Regions from separate parts of the Mus musculus genome. Here region 2 is linked to region 1. A link is a contact called in public promoter capture Hi-C data. All regions are on one chromosome and are shown on one strand. Each heading gives the region's core, a stretch centred on a gene start, on an enhancer-like site or on the middle of the called end of the contact. The rest is flanking DNA. Distances are from core to core; before and after follow the strand shown.

Region 1 (6,122 bases), core at 1,906-4,405:
CTCACCACTGAGACCAGGATGGCTTCCCAAGTACTGAGATTAAAGGCATGCACTACCACACCCAACTAAATAATGATGATACGTGAGGTCAGTGGTAACCTATACAAAGCCTTGGGTTTAATTCTAATGCCACACATCCACACAAAGTTTGTGTCTTTGTTTGTTTTGGAGACAGGGTTTATCTGTGTTAGCCCTGGCTGTCCTGGAACTCACTCTGTAGACCAGGCTGGCCTCGAACTCAGAAATCCGCCTGCCTCTGCCTCCTGAGTGCTGGGATTAAAGGCGTGCACCACCACGCCCAGCTTCTCTGATGCTTCTTAAACAATTATTTTTTTCTTTTTTTTAATTAAATTTTTTGCTTTCTATTTCTTGTACATGGATATTTTGCTTGCAGGTATATCTCTGTGTACCATATATGTGTCTGGGGCCTTACGAGGTCAGAAGTCATCAGACCTCCTGGAACTGGAGTTACAGAAGGTTATGAACTGCATGGGAGCTGGGAATCAAACCTGGGTCCTCCATAAGAGCAGTCAGCACTGCTAGCTTAGCCATCCTCCAGCCTCAGAATTAGGTTTTTTAAACCAACATATTCCGAAGGGCTAATGCTGGCAGGCAGATCTCTGTGGTACTTACCCATAAACTAAATATCTGAGAAGCCCACTGACTTCTAGATTTTGAGAGTCTTTTTTCCGCTTCTCAATCGTCTGGGCCAGAAGGTTTCCAAGGGCTGACAAAATGCCGCTGTAGAGGAAGAGACAATCAGAAAATGAGCAGCAGACACAAGAGCCTGTCCCGCATGGCAGTAGCACGGCTGCTGTAAGATCTTCCTGTGTAGAGCCGGGTGTGGTGGTGCACACCTTTAATCCCAGCACTCAGGAGGCAGAGGCAGGCGGATTTCTGAGTTAGAAGCCAGCCTTGTCTACAGAGTGAGTTCCAAGACAGCCAGAGCCATACAGAGAAACCCTGTCTCGAAAAACAAAAACAAAAAACAACCACCAACAACAAAAAAAGATCTTGCTGTGTAGATCATGGGATGAGTCCCTATTGAAGTAACTTGCTAAGTTAGGTAAAGCCCCAGAAGATAGAGGCACTATGACCTAAAGTGAAAACCACAGATGAGCACAGTGAGACATCCACCTGCGGGGCTGTGTGCCTTCCAACATCCCCACAGCTGCTCCATTGAAGGCATGGATGTAAAAGGCAATAGGAGGGATCCTCACAAGGACATGGTCTGTGGGCTGTATTTAAGCAAATAACTCTATGTTGTAGTTTTGTTTTGTTTTGTTTTGTTTGTTTGTTTGTGTTTTTTTTGTTTTTTTGTTTTGTTTTTGAGACAGGGTTTTTCTGTATACCCCTGGCTGTCCTGGAACTCACTTTGTAGACCAGGCTAGCCTCGAACTCAAAAATCTGCCTGCCTCTGCCTCCCGAGTGCTGGGATTAAAGGCTTGTGCCACCACGCCTGGCTCTTAGTTTCTTTTTATGTTGCAAAATGAACAAAAACCAAACCAAACAAAAAATGAGACAAAGGCAACTTAAGAGAACAATGGCTTATTTCAGCTCCCAGTTAAAGGTTCAAGTCCATCAAGGCAGAGAAGTGAAGGCAACAGGAGGTTGAAGGATCTCCTCACAGCACACCCACAATGAAAAGAGAGAGAAAACGCGTGCGGTTCAGCTAGCTCACTTTTTCCACTTCCAGTCAGACACCAACTAGGAATGGTGGCGCCCCTAGTGGGCAGATCTTCCCAGCTCAAAGAAGATAATCAAGATAAGCCCCTCAGGCATGCTTAATTCCTAAATGTTATCAAGTTGACAACTAGCTTTAACCACCACAGCTGTCTTCTAAAAAGCTATAAATCCAAAACTTTTAGTATGGATCATAAGGACCCTCTTGACTTGACCCCTGGTTACCTCTTCCTATCTACTCTCCCTGGTCATTTTCTCCACCAGAGTCCTTCTCTTCACCCCTCCGACATTCTCTGAATTCTTCCCCCAGAACTTTTACACTTACTGTGCCCTGTAAACAACCGCTTCTCTTCTCTGTGCTTCTGACCAACGTCAACAACCCAGGAGAAATTTCCCTAACTGCTCTAAGTTATACATTTATCTGCCTTTTGCGGGGGTGGGGTGGGGTGGGGTGGGAAGATGGACTCGTTCTTCTTAGCTCCGAGAGAAGTCTATGCGCCTGTTCTGATCACAGCTATGTGCCCGCGCACAGGAAGCACTCTGCACACACTTATGGAAAAGCTAAGTTAATACAGAACCTACAAAATGCACTAATGGAAATGAACAGAAACAGGGATATCTCGTTAGGAAACCGAACGATGTAATTCAAAGGGCAGAGTTCACCAGCGACCGTGCCTGGGTTGCTCAGGGTTAGAATGTGTCCCTGACTCGCGGGTCTTCACAACACTCAGACTGCAAAGGCTAACTAATGCTTGGGACCCAACACACAAACAGCACTTACTGGCTAAGCAGAACGGGGTCGCACCTTAAGGAAGAACTCTGCCTTCCTCCACAGCAGTGGTTCTCAACCTTCTTATCGCTGTGACCCTTTAATAATACAGTTAGCTCCTCATGGTGTGGTCACCCCAACCATAAAATTACTTTCACTGCTACTTCTAAACTGTAATGCTGCTACTGTTGTGAATCATAACGTAAATATCTGATATACAGGATATCTGATACGTGACCCCCTGTACAAAGGTCGTTCAACCTTTAAGGGGTTCCCGACGTACAGGCTGAGATCCACTGCTGCTCGGGCAATATCTGAGCTGCTTGGTCTGCAGACGCCCCCTCTCTTAACCTCCCCTGCAGGAGAGTCTCCCCTGTCGGCACCCCTCCTTTTCACCCCACTTCCCAGTAGGCGCCCACCTGCTGACTGCTTTGGTGAGCACCGGGTAGAGCTTTAGGAGCAGCAAGTATTGGGCGAGCGCTCGCTTGGGAAGCGACCCGAGCTCGGATTCCACCCGCAGCCTGGACGCCGCAGGTGCCATCGCGGTCCGGATGTCTAAGTCGCCCCGGGCGCCCACCCAACAGCTAGGCAGTCGGGCACCCGGCCCGGGACACAGGGCACAGGGCGGGGACGGCCTGACATTTTCTGCCCTTCCTCCGCCCTCAGCGAGCCCGGCCGTCCCGCCACGCGCGCGGCCAGCTAGTGCACTCTTTTCCCCCGGTCCCTGCGACCCACCCTCTGCGCTCGCCGGAGGATTGGAGAGCCGAGGGGCGGGGCGGGGCGGGGCGGGGCGATGGGGGCGGGCCCCGGCTAGGTCCATCTGAGGCCGCGCCTTCTCATTGGCCGAAGCCGTAGCCTCGCGAGAGCACGTGGAGAGCGCGCCAAATTCTCCCCGGAGCCTGAGGGAGCTTTGGAGCGTCGCAATGGTCCTGAGGAACAGTGGACGGAGGCACCCCGAGCCGGGCGCGGATGGCGAAGGCAGCCGGTGAGAGCCGGTGTCCTGCTGCCAAGGCGCTGGCGGTAGCCGCGGCCGGAGCAAGCTTGGGCGGGCGCGGTGTCCGGGGGTTCAGGGGTGGGGAAAACAGCGGGCCCGGCGCGCGGCGCGGAGGACAGGGCGGGCTCCCGTCTTCGCCCTGTGTGGTTTCCGTAGTTTTTATTGAGATGCTAAACTCAACTCCGTGGCCCAGGCTGCTTCTCTAGAAATATCTGTGCCTGCCCTGTGACTTGACTAGGGGTGAACATCTATTCTCATCAGACAAGAAGGGAACGGGGAAAGTAAAGGAAGATTCTGTCTAGACCAGCTCGGCGAAGTAAACCAATTTATTAAACCAAAAGCCGAAACCCTTACGCATCACATCAGCAAGAGATTCTAGAGTATGGTGACAAAGGAAACTGATGTGGATATCGTATATAGAGATTGGTGACACTGTGGCAGAATAAGACTCTGTATCAGGGGCTGGTGAGATGGCTCAGTGGGTAAGAGCACCCGAGTGTTCTTCTGAAGGTCCAGAGTTCAAATCCCAGCAACCACATGGTGGCTCACAACCATCCGTAACAAGATCTGACTCCCTCTTCTGGAGTGTCTGAAGACAGCTACAGTGTATTTACATATAATAATAAATAAATCTTAAAAAAAAAAAAAAGACTGTGTATCAGAATGTGAGCACTCATTGAGTGGAAGCCCGGTTAGAGCTGAATAGTGATAGTGTTTTCCTATTATATGTGAAGCTCTGGGTTTGCTGTACAACACCTGCATAGCAGCCAGGGTAATTGACCTGGACCAGTAAGCGGTTCTTCAGTGACAGGTTCCTGAGAGAGTGATGGCCAGGGGGATGAGGAGGAGATGGAGAAGATAAGAGCATTCAGGATCAGGAGGTGTCACACAGAGTGATGGCTCATGCAAGCAAGTTTATTAGGAAGTACAGCATCTTTTTTTTTTTTTGATGTATTTACTTATTTTATGTATGTGAGTACTCTGTAGTTGTCCTGTCTTAAGACACACCAGTCAGATCACATTGTAAATGGTTGTGAACCACCATGTGGTTGCTGGGAATTGAACTCAGGACCTTTGGAAGAGCAGTCAGTGCTCTTAACCACTAAGCCATCTCTCCAGCCCCAAGCCATTTCTTCAAGCCCCCAAGTACAGTGTCTTACATAGAGGTTTTGTACCTCTATGGAAAGGTGGGTGGGACAGTGTCATAGAGCAGGTAGCAGCCTTGGGACAGAAAACCATAGCCCCTTAAGGATGAGAAGAGATGATTTCTTAGGATCCGGATCCACAGCGCCCTCAAGGCCCTGGTTCTCAGGCTATTACTTGCTCTACCAAGCTCATTCCTGATTTAGAAAAAGGAGCTATGTTCTTTTTCATACATCCAAGCCTCAGTCTAACAGTAACAATAGTTACTGTGTTGACTTCTTCATGTCCATGATGCCATGGAAAGACACGTGAGGTGGGCAGTACTCATACTGTTATGTTCATGCTAGACTTCAGTTTAGAGATGAGAGATGTGAAGTACTTTATCTACATTTACAACTATTTGATGTGCATATATAAATATATATTTTACATATATTAGATTTTATGCATTATATAATTATGTTATTACATGTGGCATTGTATGTTGTATATATAATATATACTTTATATATTACATGTGTATATGTAGCTAGAAGTGCAATACAGAACCTCACATACTCTACCACTAGGACATATCATCAACTAAGGACGTGCCCTTAGTCATTCAACTTTGCCATGTACTTGAGCAGATGGAAAGTTGTTGCTGCATAAATAAATAAAACCTTTTAGAAACCTTTTGTTTTTAAGAATTTGGTTATATTCACACACATACCCTACTCCTCTCAATTCTTCCCATATATAACCTTTTCCAACTTAGAGACCATATATGTATGTATGTATGTATGTATGTATACACATGCACACACACACATATATATATTTAAATAACCCAATTTGTCCACCTGTGTACTCTTAGCAATAGCTTTTAGCTTATGCTTATGCTTTATGCCCCATGTGCTTTATGTGGATTGGCTCGTGAAATCGTTAAATCAGTCCTGTGAGGTGAGCATGTTTCCTTGAAGCTGTAGGTAGTGGTAAAGATTGGGCTTTATATGTAACTGCCTCCGTATTCATTGAATGAGGAACTAGATGGCCCTCTTCATAGGTGCTATCATGAAAATGAACTGAGAATGTATGCTCAGAGCGCTTTCACACTGTCTGAGGTAATCTGTAAGCAGTCTTCTTTGGTACTTTCATCTTTTAGATTTTTGTACTATGGCTGAATAAAAAGTAAGGTAGACAGCTTAGAGGAACCCGTATTAAGAGGAGGTAGCATCTGGGTAAACAGTTTTCTAGTCTATTTTACCAACTTACTCATTGGAATGGTATTTAAAGGCCAGGGAGTTTTGAGGTGGGAGTTGCTTTTGTTGTATTTTTCCTAGAAATGCTGTTTTTTGTTGTTGTTGTTTTCATTGAGCCTTCTACCAGCCTTGATGTTTTTTCAGGAATGTATATGCCATACCATATCAGAAATACATAAACATCAAACGTGGTGGTACACACTTTTAATCCCTTGAGAAACAGGCATGTTGATTACTGTGAGTTGGAGGCCAGCCTGGTCTACAGTGAGACGCTGTAGCAAAAATAAATAAA
Region 2 (6,122 bases), core at 2,513-5,012, 3.8 Mb after region 1:
CACACTTGGTCCCCAGCTAGTAGAACTATTTGGGACCAAGCAGGTGTGACCTTGTTGGAGTAGATATCATTGTGGTGGGGCTTGGCTTTGAGGTTTCAAGAGCTCTCACCAGGCCCTGTCTGTCTGTCTGTCTGTCTGTCTGTCTGTGTCACTTGTTCTTGCCTGCTATGGTGCCAGTGCCATGCCTGTCTGTTCCCCCTGCCAGGATGATCACAGACTCACCCTCTTAAGACAAGCAAGCTCAATAAAGAAAGCCTCAGCACAATGCTTTCTTTTTTAACAGTGGCATTCCTCACAGCCATAGAACACTTAATAAGTTGCTTCTTACAATACCTGCAGGCCTCACCCATCACATCACATAGCTACGCCTTCCAGGTTCACAGCCCGAAAGCCTGTCACAAGCTCCTCCCCACATTTGCTGACCACCCCCCCCCCCCCCCCGCAGTTCAGCCCTTCCCTCCACACCCTTCCCTCTCCATCTCCGATCTTCAGTGGCACCCACCGTAAGCCCCCTCTGCTCTACTCTGAACACTGGGTATCTCCGGCTCTCTAGCTAGTTACCAAGTCAGCCGTCCCAGCCCCTGGGAGCCTCCCTCTCACCACCTAAAGTGAAATGGCTTCCCCTTTAGCTCAGGCCTCGGAGCCAGGCTGAATCAAGACGCCCTGTTGGCTGCTATACTGGAACCCATTCTAGGTGCTACGGGCACCTACAGGGTTGAGGCTGGGGGTGTGTTGAGCATCCTGGCACACAGGTCAACTCCGTACAGCAAAGTACTTTGGACCCCAAATCCAGCCCTATCCCCAATCCTATCAGTATGTTTAACTTTCCCAGTAACAGGTCCAACCCCTCTCACATCTACACACAAGCTCTGTGAAGACTCCCCTCTTTAAAAAGAAAAAGATAATTGGGCATGAGTACAGTTATTCACGGAAGCCAGAGGTGTTGGATCTGCCAGAGCCAGGACTGGGAACTGAACTTGGGTTCTCTGCAAGAGTGGCACGGCCACCTGTCTAGCCTGGTGCACTATAGAAGGGTTGTCACAAAGGAGCACGGCTTTCCTCGGAGGAAGCCTTACCTGTTCACGAGTACAAAGTTGAAGGTCTGTCCTGTCACCTCGCAGACTCGATCTCGAACACGCTCTAGAACAGGAACCCAGGGCTTTGGTGTCAGGGTAAGACCAGAAAACGTGTACGTGAGGCCAGCATCGCCATAGGTCGCCTGCTTCCTGGGAACACTGTGCCACTTTCCGAACACCTGGACCTTGGCCAGTGCACCTGCGTAGAAGAACGGGAGTTCCACCAGTGACCCTTGGGTGCAGACAGCTCCGCACATTCAAAGGTGGAGAAGCAGAAACAACGTTCCCTCTGCTCACGTTGTAAAACGCCATGTTGGGAACCTCTTACCCTAAATCATTGTGGCTTGTCCCAAGTATTCACTCTGGTGCTGAAGTAGACAGAACACAAATTCCAAGCCAGCATGTCTCAACGAAAGAGAGAGATGCCTCAGTTGGTAAAGTGTCCACCACAAGGTATTGCTCAGTATGCCTCGAATCCCACTGCTGGAGGCTCACTGGCCAGCTGGCCTCACTGGATCTGCAAGTTCCAGACTCAGGAGAGGCCATGTCTCAGTGAGGAAGCGGTCTCCAGCTGGGCTTTATGTCAAGGGGCAGAAGGAATGCACATGAGTATACTGAAAATCCACTGGATTCTGTGGCTTCCTTGTGCAGACACATGAGACATGTAGACACACTATGTGCAGACACACAAGGCATGTGGACACAATAGCATTAAAACCAGCGGGCCACAAAAACAAAATAACATGAGAGCACCACAGGGGCTTGGGACAAAGGGGTTCTGTAGGAGTCAGGGTGATGAATCGGGGGTGTGTGAAAACAGCCAAAATGCATCATACACATGCATGAAATTGCTGAAAACAAAACATGGGTGACTTGTGATAAGTTATTTCTCTGCCACGGGTGAAATGGGCCAAGACAGATTAGATAATACTAAATGCAGTTTCTTGGGGCCAGTTCACTGGCCAGGGAATTCACCATAGGGGAGGAGGAAGAGAAATAGAAATAGAAAAAGAGCTCGAGTGTACAGAGAGAAGAGAAAGAGGAGAGACCACAATGTCTGGATCATATAGGGAAGAGCCTCTGGGGGAAGGGCTGCTCAACCCCTGGGCTGGAAACAGGGTTGGGGGCAGGGTATGTCAGGAAAGGACTTGTGTGTGGGGGGAGGAGGGGGATGCTGGAAGAACCTGGAGGCCTGGTCTGCTTTGATATACAAAATACACACTCCCTTTGTCCCTGGTCCAGAACCAAATCCTTCTAAGAGAAGGCCCCTGAGGCCATCATTCTCCCCTTCCTTTTTAAAATTTTGTTTTATTTTATGTATTTAAATATTTTATTTTGCTTGCTTGTGATGTCTGTGCCCTCGAAGGCTGGACAAGGGCACCACAGTAGCTGGAACTGGAGTTACAGAGGATTGTGGGCTGCCATGTGGGTGCTCAGACCCAAACTTGGGTCCTCTGGGACAGCAACTAGTCTTAACTGCTGACTCATCTCATACATTTATTTAATTATGGTCTTTAACAAAACAAAACAGGGTGTCGACAGGCAGTGGTGGCGCACGCCTTTAATCCCAGCACTTGGGAGGCAGAGGCAGGAGGATTTCTGAATTTGAGGTCAGCCTGGTCTACAGAGTGAGTTTCAAGGCAGCCAGGGCAACACAGAGAAACCCTGTCTCGAAAAAACAAAAACCACTGAGGCCTAACCTTCGCCTCCAGCTATTTTGAATCAGTATCACGAAGATCCCAGAATGGTTCGGTTTGGGGGTTTGTTTTGCTTTTTTTGTTATTTAGTTTTTTAACTTCCCAGGTAATTCCAATCAGTTGCCAAATAATTTCGTTCTAGACCTCGTGGACAGTTCGTATGCCAAACCATAACCTAACCTAACCAGAGCTGCCCAGACCGTGACCTAATCCGTCACAGCCGGAAGTTCACGCTTCTCCCAGGGAAGGCGCATCCTGTCCTCGCACAAGCCTAACGCACGTAAGACCTCCGCCTACCAGTAAAATACTCCACTTCTTGCTCCAACTCTCGGAAAATCTTGTCTGCCTCGGCTTTGCCGAATAGGACGGTGTAATCACAGCTCAGACCTTCCGCGCGAAGGTGTCGCCAGTCCGGGCTCTTCAGGTCGCCCGAGGCTCCTCCCGTCGGGGCGGGCTCCTCCCCTCCCCCTTGGAGGTCGCGGAGGTCTGGCCTCACCAGGAACTTGTCCATCCCGCCGCCCACTCACAGCTCAGACGCGTCCTACAAAGGAAACAAGAGCGCATTAAACCTCCTAGGAGGTGCCTGGCGGGCATCATCCAGGCGGGGAGCCTGCCCTGTAGCTTAAGTCTTCCTAGCACAAGCTGACCCGAACCACGCTGTCCTCACGCCCCAGGCGCCCATCGGTAGGAATCCCGGGCACGCATCCCCAGGCCCGCCCTGGAATGGAGTACTTTTAAAGACCCGTCCGTCCTCTTCGGAATTCGAGAGCTTTGGCTGCAAACGGCTGCCCAAACCCAAAAGGCTACACATGGGAAGACGCAAGCGCAGAGAGGCATGAGGCTCGCCCAGTTACCCAGAAAAGCAGGGTTGCCTCTGCCCTGCGGCCCCGCGGGGTAGGGGCTGGCACGGGCGAGCAACCGGGCTCCACCGGAGAGCCCGGAGCGGTGGGTCAGGTCTCTGCACAGACACACGCAGCCCCAGGAACCCTCACCCCGCCCCTCCCGCCTACGCGGGACTTCCGGGCACAGCGCCCCCTGCCGGTCTCCCTGCGCACCGCAGGATGCTGCCTTCACCTGATGGCTCAGCAAGGTTAGGCCTGTGGACCAGTTCTGGGGTCTACGAGCCTAGTGTGCTACAGCATACTGTCTGGGGGGCTTGAGGGCAGTGTATGAATCTGCACTCCTGACAAAGACACAGCATTGTCTGACCACTACAGTCGACATGGAGAACAGTTATACCATCCCATAGAATCCTTCCTCCCTTAGGTTCCGACATAATTTGTCAGCTATTCCTTGCTTGCTCTTCTTCACGATTCCACATAAATGTGATGGATTAGAGGCTGTATAGCCTTTTGCGTTTGACTTATTTCTGTAAGCACACTGCTTTTAGATATAACCGTGTTTTAAAATCTTTATTTTATTTTATTTATATGAGTACACTATTGCTCTCTTCAGACACACCAGAAGAGAGCATAAGATTCCATTACAGATGGTTGTGAGCCACCACGTGGTTGCTGAGAATTGAACTCAGGGCCTCTGGAAGAGCAGTCAGTGCTCTTAACCGCTGAGCCATCTCTCCTGCCCCTGCCCCCGTGTTTTTTAATCTTTTGGGGGGGTTGTTTTTGTTTGTTTTTCTTTTCTTTGTATGTGTGTGTGTGTGTGGTTTGTTTCGAGACAGGGTTTCTCTGTGTAGTCCCAGCTGTCCTGGAACTCACTTTGTAGACCAGGCTGGCCTCAGACTCAGGAATCCATCTGCCTCTGTCTCCCAAGTGCTGGGATTAAAGGCGTGCGCCACCACTGCCCAGCTGTGTTTTTTAATCTTTAGCTTCAAGTACAGCCATTTTATTTATATACTATGTATAAACATAGAGGACATTTGTACCGTTTTTCTCCTTCCATTGCTGGTATGGAAAGACCTGTGACAGTCATTTCTTGCTCCTGGTGGCACAGAAGAAAAAAAAATCACCATAAATATTCAAGCTCAAACTTTTCTGTGAATGCTGAGTTTACTTCATTGAGAAAACGCCCTGGTCCTCGACCAGAGGGAACGTGTTATATCTCTCTAAAGTGCTGCCTATGGGAGCACACGGTGCTCTCTGCTGTCACACACCAGCAGGGCACAGCAGGTCCTGTCTTATCCACGTTGTATTTTGGAGATGAAAACAAAAAAGGGGCAATGTGATAAACAAGATTTCTTTGTACAATATGGAAGTTGTGAGCAGGGTGACAGGCTAGGGAGTAGGGGGGGATGGGGAAGAGGATCTTACAGGGAAGAATCCTAAGCCAGCATTGAAGCTTTCCAGGTAAGGGACAAAATAACATAGCATGCGAAGATTTTAGCGGGACGCTGCGGAAAGGCAAACCGCCTGGAGAACTGCTAAATTGGGAGTCTAGTCAGTTCAGATTGGGAGGCTGTAGCCCAGACTAGCCCCTAACAGCTTGTGTAGCCAAGCCTTGTGCTCCTGATCCTCTTGCCTCCACCTCCCAGATGCTGGGCTCACAGGGTGTGTCACCACTCTGTGACACACGGCGGCATAGGAGGGTTTTTCCAGGGCAGCGGTCGGTCGAGGTTTAAATTACACTTGCAGTGGCACACGCCTTTAATCCCAGCACTTGGGAGGCAGAGGCAGGCGGATTTCTGAATCCAAGGCCAGCCGGGTCTACAGAGAGTTCCAGGACAGCCAGGGCTATACAGAGAAACTCTGTCTTGAAAAACCAAAAAAAAAAAAAAAATAAAAAAAATAAATAAATAAATTACACCTGCAAAAGATCACTCAGTAGAAAAGAGTAGCTGGGATTGTTATATTAGAGGGAAGGATATAACTGAAAGCTGCACAACTGAATGTATGTCTGACGTGAGTGTGGGAGGTAAAAAGTACAAGGGGGTGTATGGCTCAGTGGTCAAGCGGTTGCTCAGGATGCACAAAGGCCCTGAGTTCAATCCCCAAAGGGGACTGAAAAGGAGGGAGGGAGGTGTATCTGGGGAAGTGGAACATTTCGGGGTTAAAGGCCTTCAATCTTTACATCAGTAAGACTTGGAGAAAGCCCCGCTTTAGAGCTAGGACAGGTAGGTAGGTAAGCAGCAGGCTCCCCCTACCTCCTAAGCCCCACCCACCCGGGGGCGGGGCCTCAGCCCCTCCCACACATGCGCGCTGGGCCTCACCGACCCCTGCCCAGCCAGCCTCCCCGCCCCCAACGGGAGCCCGCGCAGGTGGCAGCGCGCCTACCGTGAGCACGGCTGCAGGAGTCCCGGAGGTCCGTGCTCGGCGCAGGCATGATCGGCCAGAAGACCCTATACTCTTTCTTCTCTCCGACCCCCACAGGGAAGCGGACCACGCGCAGCCCGGAG

What was found. Promoter capture Hi-C pulls out the DNA fragments that hold promoters and counts their contacts.
Region 2: a promoter capture Hi-C map of liver shows a contact between it and region 1, with 4 times the contacts expected there. The contact joins the promoter of Alkbh2 here to the promoter of Pxmp2 in region 1. A contact is called at or near these places in 2 of 39 promoter capture datasets (liver and pre-B cells).

The regions. Positions count from the first base shown.
Region 1 is chr5:110,283,013-110,289,134 of GRCm38.p6, forward strand. It overlaps Pxmp2 (peroxisomal membrane protein 2), which reads right to left and starts at 3,156. Exons shown (of 5, transcript NM_008993.2): 1 at 2,872-3,156; 2 at 634-741. The coding sequence starts at 2,993. Pole (polymerase (DNA directed), epsilon) reads left to right here and starts at 3,307. Exons shown (of 49, transcript NM_011132.2): 1 at 3,307-3,437. The coding sequence starts at 3,376.
Region 2 is chr5:114,124,456-114,130,577 of GRCm38.p6, forward strand. It overlaps Alkbh2 (alkB homolog 2, alpha-ketoglutarate-dependent dioxygenase), which reads right to left and starts at 3,763. Exons shown (of 4, transcript NM_001359941.1): 1 at 3,628-3,763; 2 at 3,071-3,314; 3 at 1,077-1,275. The coding sequence starts at 3,284. It also overlaps a transcript of Ung not described here.